Regions from separate parts of the Mus musculus genome. Here region 1 is linked to region 2. The links are chromatin contacts, called in public promoter capture Hi-C maps. All regions are on one chromosome and are shown on one strand. The core of a region is the stretch at or near the end of the contact, and the rest is flanking DNA. Distances in the headings are between cores, read along the strand shown. Region 1 overlaps Phtf1 (putative homeodomain transcription factor 1). Region 2 holds the start of Ptpn22 (protein tyrosine phosphatase, non-receptor type 22 (lymphoid)).

Region 1 (5,424 bases), core at 996-3,495, 140 kb after region 2:
GTGAAGTTGTTTGTTGTCAACTTAAAAATACTTAAAGTATTTTTGTTTGCTTGTTTGCTTGAGACACAATCTCATGATGTAACCTGGGATAGCCCCAAATGGTGGCAGATGTCTATAACCCCAGCAGTTGAAAGAGGAAGGCAGAAGGATCAGGAGTTCAGAGAGGCCATCCTTAACTACATGTAGTGTGATGTGTATAGCCGGGGATGTGTGGGTCCCCAGGCCTAGTAGCAGGTAAGCTACCTTGCCAGCCCTGGGTTACCTGGTTTTTATCCAACCTCATAGTCTTAGTTTTGGACTGCCTTACTTATTTAAATGCACAATAATTACTATTACTACAAATGCTGTAGCTTCCTGTTTGGCTCACCTGTTTTTCTTTTCTGTCTCTCATCTTTTTCCTAATATTCCATTTAGTCTTCTGTTTACTTATACATTTGTCAATATTGTCTGAGTGATGACCTCAGAAATGAGCTAAGTGTGAAGTCTAATGAAATGGTTGGTTTAGTATAGTCTAATTCTTAGCTTCCTTGGTAATGACATGTTTTTTTTTTTTTTAAAAAGATTTACTTTATGTATATGAGTGTTTGTATATCACTTCTGGAGTCCCAGAGAGGGAGGGCATTGGATCTCTTGGAATTGGAATTATAGACAGTGGTGAGATGCTCGGTGGTGCTATGAATTGAACCCCGTCCTCTAAAAGCGCACCCAGTGTTCTCAACCACTATAAGATTTAGTATACTTTATTTCATTTACCTGTTCCTTTGTGTATTACAATTTATACATTTAAATTTAAGATCCAAGGTGTAGTCATTACATTATGTAGCTGGCTACTTCTCCGATACATCCGTTGCTCTGCATCTGACCCTCCCTGGTCACCTCTTTTCCTATTCAGTTCGTGCTGCTCTGCTGTGGATGACTTCTTTCCCATTTTGCTCATTTGAAATGTCTTTTTTCTTTTAGATTTTTAGCCAGGGTCTCATGTAGTCCTGGATGCCTTCCAGTTCACTGTGTAGACAGGGATGATCATCACTTCTGATCCTCCTGCCTCACTCCCCGAGTGCTGGGGTTATAGATGGGTGTCCCACTACCAGCTCAGTTATTTTTTGAAGAATATTGTTTGGTGGGAATAGAACCAACCCTAGGTTGCCCACTAGTTGTGTTCTCTTTTCTTTTCTTTTTTTTTCAATTTTATTTTTTAATTAATTTTTCCATATTTTATCCTCCCCTGCATCCACCCTCTGATTGTTCCACATCCCCTACCTTCTCCCCACCCCCCTGTCTCCATGTGGATGCCCCCATTCCCATCCCACCTGTCCTTTAAACTCCCTGGGGCTTCAAGTCTCTTGAGGGTTAGGTGCATCATCTCTGAATGAACACAGCCTCGGCAGTCCTCTACTGTATGTGTGTTGGGACCTCATATCAGGTGCTATATGCTGTTTGGTGGTCCAGTGACTGAGAGATCTTGGGGGCCCAGATTAATTGAGTCTGCTGGTCCTTGTATAGGACTGCCTTTCTCCTCAGCTTCTTTCAGCCTTCCCTAGTTCAACAACAGGTCAGCTGCTTCTGTCCATTGGTTGGGTGCAAATGTCTGCATCTGACTCTTTCAGCGGCTTGTTGGGTCTTTCGGAGGGCAGTCATGATAGATTTTGTGAACTCTCCATAGCCTCAGTAATAGTGTCAGGCCTTGGGACCTCCCATTGAGCTGGATCCCACTTTGGGCCTATTGCTGGACCTTTTTTTCCTCAGGCTCCTCTCCATTTCCATTCCTGTAATTCTTTCAGACAGGAACAGTTATGGGTAAAGTTGTGACTGGGATGGCAACCCCATCCCTCACTTGATGTCCTGTCTCCTTGCTGGAGGTGGGCTCTATAAGTTCCCTCTCCCTAAAGTGTTTTCTCTTCAGTACGTCTGGGATTCTGTTATCCATTTCTTTTTTTTCTTTGAGACATGATCTCATTATTTAGTCGTTGCTGGTTTGAAACTCTCTCTGCAGGTTAAGGCTGGTCTTGAACTCACCGAGACCCACCTGCCTCTGATTCTAGGCTTATGCTGCCACACCTAGCTCTGCTGTTTCTGTATTTCCATATTTTATCTTGTGAAGTTGTTGTTAGTCTCACTGTTGCTTTATAAAAAATAACCTTTTTCTCTGGCTTAAGAGTCAGAGGGGTTTTGTTTTGTAGGCTGTGATACTGCTGTAATTTGTGGAATTGTGTAAGGACTGCCTTTCTGAAAGGTTCACTAGCTGCTGCCAGCTGGGGCTTTCCTCATCCTGGTTATAGCTACTTGACCACGGTGACCCCTACCCAGACTGAGCTAAAGAGCTTTGCTCTTTCAGAACCCAGGGCTAAGAAGCTGAGATATTAGTGACAGGTTTTGGAGAAGAAGGGTCCTTGCAGCCAAGGGTATCATTTCAAACCAAGGCTGGTGGGAGTTGAAGCTCACAGGGTCCTGTGAAGCCATAGAGGTAGTCATGGGGGAAGGGAAGGAAGGGTCTCAGCGACTTCCTGCATATTACAAGGTTGGCACTTGGCTTCCTCAAGAGCTCTTTACAGACTTTCTCAAGAAATACCTAACTTTCTTGGGCTTTCTTGAGTGAAGTTCTTTACTTTTAAGTCAGTAAGTTTTAAAGTAAAACCTTAAGACACACAGTAGGCCCTCAGTGCAGCCACGCTCCCATGCTGTTATTTGAATCCTAAAATGGAATAGAGCCACCAGGCCTTCAGGGCTCTACTCAGACTGGCTTGAGGGCCTTAGACGGGTGAAGTTGGAGCAGCAGTGGTCACCTTGTGCCTGTAACCACCAGTGACTCAGGGAGCTGGAATTCCTTGTTTCCTACCTTGTCCCTTGGAGACCCCTGCAGTCTTTCATGTACAAGAACCAATATAGGAAACTTGGAGGTACCTTATGAACATTCAGCTCTTGTCCTTTGAGGAAACTGTAGATTGCTAGTAATGTTTTAAAATTAACACAGGAATAATTCAGTGATATTAAGATAACCATTGAGAGTGGGTGGAGGAGCACCTTCATAGAGGCAAAGGGGAGGAGGGAGAGGGAGGATGGGACGGGGAGTGGTGGAGGGGTAACTGAGAAGGGGGTTATAATTTGAAATGTAAGTGAATAAAATGATTAATTTCAAAAAAAAGACAACTATTGAACTTTTTCTGGTCCTTTGGTAGGTTCTTCAAGGTCACAAGACATTCCTGAATGATGCTTACAACTGGGAGTTCTTGATCTGGGAAACAGCATTGCTGCTGTTTTTGCTTCGCCTGGCCTCACTGGGGTCAGAAACCAACAAGAAGTACAGCAATGTTTCCATCCTGCTCACTGAACAGGTACTGATAGGTCCCAGCAGTGTGCTAGAGGACTGGGCCGAGTTCTTAACTGTGACCTTACATCTTTTGCCACTCTGTAATTATCTTTCTCCTGCATCTAAAATGAGTGTAACACCTCTGTCTTCTGCCTAGGGCTGGGAGAATGAGCTAATGGGTTGAGAGTACTTTGCTATACTATAGAGGGATTTTTGTTGTTGTTGTTAATAAGGGAACATGTAAATACATACTAAGATTGACAGGTGTTTCTTATGGATGTGGAGTGATAATAATGCATTTTCTGTTAATTTTGATTTTAAGTTCAAGTTTTCCATAAACATTAAGTAAACACACTTGAGATAATTTGTTGTTTTTTATTATTTTTTGGCCTTAGAGTCATAGTGGATAATTGTTCCTATAGGGGAAAAATAAGGAGTTACTAAGTTAAAACAGCTATCTCTTTTTCTCTATCCATAAATGCTTCTTGAAGATACTATATTACTTGGGGGAGATTGGTAAGAGTGAGACATAATGTTTGAATTCAAGGAATTTGTATGCTGATTATGTTACAACTAGAATTTTTTATTATTTTGATAAATTGTTTTATCAGATGTTGTTTTGTTTTCTCTAAGTAGCTTTTCTTTACCACAGAGGTAAACGATGGGGAAGACGCCATGCATCCTAGATGCCGAGGCCGTAGATCCTGGACATAATTTACTTGAAACAATGATCCTCAAAATCTGCCAGGTTTTATGCAATGTGTATTTTTTTCTGTAAAATTTACCTTATTCTTTTTTCTTTCTCTTAGATTAATTTATATCTTAAAATGGAAAAAAAGCCAAATAAGAAAGAACAGCTCACGCTAGTGAATAATGTATTGAAGCTGTCCACAAAGCTGTTAAAGGTAAGCGGGCCTCCCCTGCACACGCTCTATAGTATGAGTTCTTAGAAAAGCAAAGGGCAGATGGAGTCATGGCTGGACAGACCAGAGCTGTCAGAAGCTTCTAGAAGGAACTTAGGGAGAGTGGCTTCCATTTCCATGCTGGGATGCCTAGTCAGAACGAGAGAACTTGTTTCTTCTGGGGGAGGCTGGACGATCCCTGGCTTATTCCTGAGGGACACCCTGAGGGCTAGGGTTTGACCATGGAAAAGCAGACGGCTGTTGGCCTGTGGACAGGGTTCTGTCTGAGTGCTAGTGTTAGACCTGCGGGAGGCCTCAGCCCTGTTCCCAGTGGCGCTGATGTCACTAGTGCAACTGGGCCTCAGGAGCTGCTGCTCAGCTCACTCTCTGTGGCTGCTTAGACTGGAGGTCCGAGGCTCTGAAAGCCTTCAGGAGGCCTTTGTGCTGAGCCCAAGGTCTTTAGCCTTCTTATCGTTGACCTCTAAGGGCTTTGGCTGCTAATCTGTCTGTGTACAGGGCCCAGGCTCTGGCTGATGGCAGTCAATGTTTTTATGCAAGATAGATGAAGTAAATTAAGCTTGTGTTGAATTAAGTCATTAAATCCATGTTATACTACCTAGAAAAGATAGCTAACCAGTGCTAGGCAGTTAGGTTCTGAATGCTGGCATGATGGTTTTGGATTAATGGAAAAGAGTTTTCAGTCTTATAATCTAGGATCTGATGGTTACTCATCTCTTACTACTCTTCACTGTGTAGGCCAGGGTAAGCCTTGTACTCACAGAGACCTGCCTGTCTCTGACCCCCACCTGCTAGGATTAAAAGCACTACTGTTAAAACAGCATTAATGACTTATTGCGCCCTTCCACTTTAACAAGGTTAGGCCATGGAAAGGTTGGTGCCTGCCTCACAGATTTCTCTGAACGTAGCTCTGGGATATTAAGGAAAAGCCATTAGCAGCATCCTCAGAGACCAGCACGAGGCAGGGCTGACTGCTCACTTCAGTTCCCTCATCCTTGCAGGAGCTGGACACACCATTTAGACTCTATGGACTGACCATGAACCCCTTAATCTACAACATCACAAGAGTAGTCATCCTTTCTGCTGTCTCTGGAGTTATAAGCGACCTTCTAGGATTCAACATAAGAGTAAGTGTCAGCACAGCTCTGTAGCTGTGTCTTTACTGAATGGGCCTGGAACCAGCTCTTGAGGCCATTT
Region 2 (5,482 bases), core at 1,133-3,632:
TGCCAGGATTTAAAGGCCTATCTTTCCAGTGTAAAGGCAGGCGAAGGCGGTTGAAGAGGTGGGGAATGCTAATCTCTAAGTGGGACTTGGGTGTTACACTCTTGAGCTCATGGAAGCTGTGCCACTCGTAGAGGATCCACACAAACTTGAGTTTGTGTCAACTCAACACTCTGTCGCGGAGGGTAAGGGATTCATGGAGTCCCACCCCAGCCTGAAGATCTCTATGCCGGTAATGGTTGGCAGGGAAGGGAGAGAAGTCATCTTCAGTGTGAGACTCTGGTAAGCTATGCATGCTCCCCTAAACTACCCTAATGAAGCTCACTGGGATTGAAAACTAAAAAAGACATGAAAGTGGGAGGCAGGAGATGGTTGGCAAGAGGAGAGGGGTTAGGTGTGAAGAGAAGAGAGGGTAAGACTGAATGCGTAGTGTAATCGGAATGCATTAACTACAATATGAAAATGTCATGTAATCCATTATGTGTGACTAATGTATGATAATAATGTTCCTCTTTCTATTTTTATGGCCTACACACACACACACACACACACACACACACACACACACACACACACACACTTAAATCTAGATTCTCTGTTTAAGGGGAAAAAACATGTAATACTTGCCTTTCTGAGTCTGGCTTAAATTTCATATTTTCATATAATTTTATTTATAGTTAACTTAGGATTTTTAAAGTATTTAACTTTTGAGACAGTGTCTTGCTATATATAGTTCAGATAGGCCTGCACTTTGTAACCATTCTCCTATCTGAGCCTCCTCAGTGCTAGTGTTACAAGTATATTCCATTATACCCTGAAGAATGTTGTATTCTTTTTAAAAATAAAGCTTCCCCATATTTTGTATGTTTTAAAATAGTCAAATATTGCATCATTTAGAGTAGCAAGAAATTTCCTGTTGTTGCTAGACAAGGATAATCTCAGAGATTTGTTTTAGTCTCAGGAAATATTGCTGAAGAATTATGGTTCATTTTAATTTGTGTGAACTACATTTGAAATTCTTTATGTGAAATACTAACTTCAAATTGCCTGCCAAGGGTTCAATGAAGAGGGTGCAGCGTGTTTTGTGTTCAAAATCATGATTTTCTGAAGGGAGTTTGAATAGTGTAAAACCAGAAAGGGTTGCTAATATCTTAATAGAGGAAGTCCAAACTACACCTTTCCCAGTTTTTTTTTTTAACTTGAAACTAATTTTGTAACATTCTGTTTACTGAACTTCCTCATTTGCAAGGGTTTTCACACTGAATTAGATCTTGAGTGGATTTGTGCCCATCGAAGAGAGGATTTATGCAAACGGAGATGTGGAAGCATTCTCTGGAATAACCTGCCTTGTTAAGGCACTGATACCACAGATGTGGACGGCTCCCTGAAACGCGATCTTTTCTGAGATAGGCTCTGTAGGATCAAAATGTCAACATGTCTTCATGAATTCTTCAGCCTCTTTCATTCTTCCTCCCTCCCCTTCTGAGAGAGAGAGAGAGAGAGAGAGAGAGAGCGCTCACTTTGTTTCTCAGGTGTCTCAAACTCTGAGACTCAAGTGATCTTGCAGCTGGGGACAGTCCTGAGGAGCTGGGACTGCACCACCTCTCCTCAATTCTCTCCAGACAGGCTGACCTAGATAGAATCTGTATGGTTCTCAGCAAGCAATATTTTAGCTTTAGTTCCGTTTTGTCCTTTCGCTGTTTGCTAGCAGTGCGTTCTGGGGATATTGTGCTAACTGCCTCCCCGGTGCTTCCCATCCTGTGTAGAGCTGTACTCTCAGTGTTTGCAAAGCTACTGGAGGTCTGAAGAAGTACAGAGACCAACACTTCCCTTAATGAGGGCCAGTACTTCCCCAGTCACGGGTGAGATGGACCATCAGAAGCAGTGGACTTTGCTTCCTCTAAAAGAAAAACGTGAGGTTTATAATGGAAGCTTGACAAATTCTGAAACAAAATGCCCGCTTGATGAGCAGAGGTCTGCCATGATCATATCTATAGGAGACTTTGGGGATAATGGTCCGGGTCGGAGATAGGTAACTCCAGTGTTTGTCTCCTCTCCTGCAGCAGGGCATAGGTGGGCGTCACCCAGGCCTTTCTGCTCACTGGGATGTGAAAAGCTGAACTCACAGGTTAGTGCTGTACTTTCTGCCTTTCTTCTGGGAATGGAAGAACTGAGTGCTGTCTGAGACTGACAGCGTGGAACAGTCTCTGAGCTAAGCAGACCACAGTTTGTGTTCTGGTTAGCCTCTTGTTTGTTACATTTGAACAGTAGCCAAGTTTCTTTGTTGAGAAAGGAAGGCGCTAGGGCCCTGCAGGGAGATGATGGCTTTGTTGTGTGACCACAGAAGCTAGTTTTGTACTAATTTCCTCTAGGGCTTGTGATGAAGTCAGTAAACCACAGCCTCCAGCACGCTGTGCTCCTGCAGCAGCAGTGGCTTCTTGGTGCTGCCTTGGCCATGACACATATTTGACATGCCCTCCCTTAACCTACTCACAGACTCTTGCTCTGCGGCATGGACCAAAGAGAAATTCTGCAGCAACTACTGAAAGAAGCCCAGAAAAAGAAACTCAACAGTGAGGAGTTTGCCAGTGAATTTCTGGTGAGTTCTGGAATGCTCTGAAGAGTTCTTAGATAAACTGTGTAGCAGTCTGTGGTGGCCCAGTTTGCCTAGACGCAATTGCTGTAGGGATAACACGACCATGGAGTTTGGAGTGGAAGGGAGGAAGGCGACCTAAGAACATAACCTCTCTGGGCTTTGTTGTGTCTGTGCTCAGGGTTTTCTCCAGGTAGGCTGGTTTTAATGTTGGGTTTGCTTGTTCTTTTGAGCTTAATGGTCCTACAGAAGGTATAGACAGGTGTATGGATATTAATGCTTTCTGAACATCTGCAGAAAGCATTTGCATTGTGACATATGCTTCAGATTACTAATAAGAGTAGCTTTTCATGTTACGTGTTATTTTTAGCTTCCCTATAGGCTATCATTGGGATAACAGGGGTTTGAAAAACACCAAAAACTCTCATTTTGCCACTTTTTCTCCTATCCCTTTGAAAACAAGTTGATTATTAGAATAGGCATTTTCCTTTTTAACAATAGCTGGGCTTCTTTAACTTATATTGTCTGGAGAAGTGGGCTAGGGAGAGTGGGGAGTAGAGACACGTGAGAGACATGGAGAGCAAGGTAGCCTGGGAGCAGGTGGACTTGATTATCCAGAACTCAAATCCACTTAGAGGGAGCCATAGTTAACAGTGTAACAAAAGCTGGGCGGCCCATTTTCCATCCCTGTCAGGCACATCAGATAACATGGTATTTGACACACCTGTCATGCTTTTGGTTTTTGCTTAGTGTTTGTTTGTTTGTTTGTTTGTTTGTATCAGTATGTAGCTCTGTCTGGCCTAGAGCTCACTATGTAGATCAGGTTTGGCCTTGAACTTAAAAGATCCTCCTGCCTCTGCCTCACTGGGATCAAAGGCATGTACGACCACACCAACCTGCTGTGTTCTAAAAGCTTCTAATTGGTATTTCAGAACTGTAAGAATGTTAAGCCTTAGCCCTTCAGCTTTGAATTGAGAAAAATAAAGAACATCGACATGGTCATCATTCAAATTATCAAATATTTAACGTGTTCCCAAATCACCCTAACTCTTTGTTTTCTAGGTTAAAAAAATGAGGATAATAATTTATGTCCTATCTATCTCATTTTGGATTATTGTGATGATTATATCATTAATTATAATAATTAAATGAGAACAAGGTGTTTTGGAGGCACCCAGAGACCCAGTTACTTGGAAGGCTGAGGTGGGTTAAATCTTGAGTTCAAGGCTCGCCCAGGCGACTGAGAGGGACCGTGTCTCAGAAAAGGGATCATTTAGGAGCACTTACTATGTACCAACTTTGTTTCTTCACACTAAGATACAATAGTAAACAAAATGTCTTTGCCTTCCAGAACTAGCGTTCTGGCACCAGATATTAGAAGAGAAAACTATCCATGATGTTTTCACTGAACAGATATCACTATTAGATAGCACAGCAGGCTAGTATATAGTGGCCCAACTTTGAGGCTAAGATATTATGCCAGCTTATGGTGTCACTTAAATATTTTCTTTCTGCCACAAGTTCTCAGGGTAGTTTAGGCACAGGGTAGAGTTGCCTATGTGTCTACTTAGATCCAAGCATGCCTTTTGACTGTATCACTGAGACATTCTTAAGGCAATTTATTAAGATATAGAGGGGACGTGAGCTGAGAGGTAGTGACATCTTTGTCTTACTTGGGTTGTATTTTTCAAAACAGAGCAGACTATATCTCTAATATTTTAACCACTCGTAGAGGTCGTTATAGTCTCTTACCAAACTGGCTGCCACCTCCTGACTGCTTTCTCTGTTTCTAGCCTTGTCCCACCTTAATTTTCTTAGACAAGGACTCACTATGTAGCCATAGCTGGGCTGGAACTCACTGTATAGACGAGACTAGCCTTGAACTCAGAGATCCACCTTCTGTTTCCTGAGTGCTGAGATGAAAGGTGTACAATGGTGTACACCACCATGCCAGGCTCCAAAGTGCTCTTTTAATTACATAAATCTGGTCATATTTTTCTCAGCTTAAGAACTTTTTTATAGCTTGTATTTTGTTAGCTGCTTATAATTGTGAACTAAAATATATATTTAGAAAAACTACACAAAACATGTGAATATAGTTATAAAGGAACCAGTGCTAATGCGGTTACTGCACAGATCAAAAAATATAGCACTGTCTAACTTGGAGAGATTCCCTACTGTCCCTTCCACAACTGGCCTCTCCACCCACCCACCCCACCCCACCCCACCCCATTCCTCCACCCCATCCCACCCGGGTAAATCACTGTCCTGGGTTTATATTAATCATCTCCTTGCCCTTCTGGCTCCTTATACTTAAGAACCTTCTTTTGGGTGGTGATTAAGTGGAACCTCACTGTTCACTGACTCACGTCCTCCAGTGGAAAAACAAGAGTTTCACCCTCAGCCCCACCTAAAGGTTCAACTGAGACACCAGAAAAATAGCTTTGGGAGAGGAGCTGTTGGCCCAGGGAAATACTGCCATCCAACTGGAAGGTTTCCACTTGACTTCTGCCCACAGTCCACCTGAAGTTCTTGATGTTTGTGAGATTTCAGAATGAACTTTATGACGTAAAGGCACTGCTAGCAGCCTTAGTGGCTAGTATGATACAGCATTTATACTTAAATGTAGATTTTCTGTGCAACAACTCCCCCCACAAAACAAACAAACAAACAAACCAAGAAACAAAACCAAAAGGTTCCTTAACTCAGATTTCAGTCCTGACTTCTTTGTCGTTGTTAAGTTTTTATTGTTGTTTCGTTATGCAGCTCTCACTGCACTGGGATTCACTATGTAGACCAGGGTGGCCTCAGACTCTCAGAAGTCTGTCTGCCTCCTATGTAACAGAAGTAAAGGCGTGTACCATCAAGCACACCCTGCTCCTTTAAAGAAAG

What was found. Promoter capture Hi-C pulls out the DNA fragments that hold promoters and counts their contacts.
Region 1: a promoter capture Hi-C map of 3T3-L1-derived adipocytes shows a contact between it and region 2, with 2.3 times the contacts expected there. The contact joins the enhancer-like site here to the promoter of Ptpn22 in region 2. A contact is called at or near these places in 2 of 39 promoter capture datasets (3T3-L1-derived adipocytes and the C10 cell line), 7 of 484 Hi-C or Micro-C datasets (CD8 T cells, the HL-1 cell line, the P5424 cell line and 4 more) and 1 of 9 other capture datasets (liver).

Annotation. Positions count from the first base shown.
Region 1 is chr3:104,000,271-104,005,694 of GRCm38.p6, forward strand. It overlaps Phtf1 (putative homeodomain transcription factor 1), which reads left to right. Exons shown (of 19, transcript NM_013629.2): 16 at 3,177-3,332; 17 at 4,117-4,212; 18 at 5,229-5,354. Among named protein-coding and RNA genes, the nearest start is that of Phtf1os, 35 kb to the left of the region's middle. Within about 2 kb of position 2,246, at least 5 of the 459 cell types and tissues checked have an H3K27ac peak or open chromatin away from gene starts, as enhancers often do. A contact at or near this core is called in 3T3-L1-derived adipocytes, where this site is marked.
Region 2 is chr3:103,857,895-103,863,376 of GRCm38.p6, forward strand. Ptpn22 (protein tyrosine phosphatase, non-receptor type 22 (lymphoid)) reads left to right here and starts at 2,383. Exons shown (of 21, transcript NM_008979.2): 1 at 2,383-2,596. The coding sequence starts at 2,510.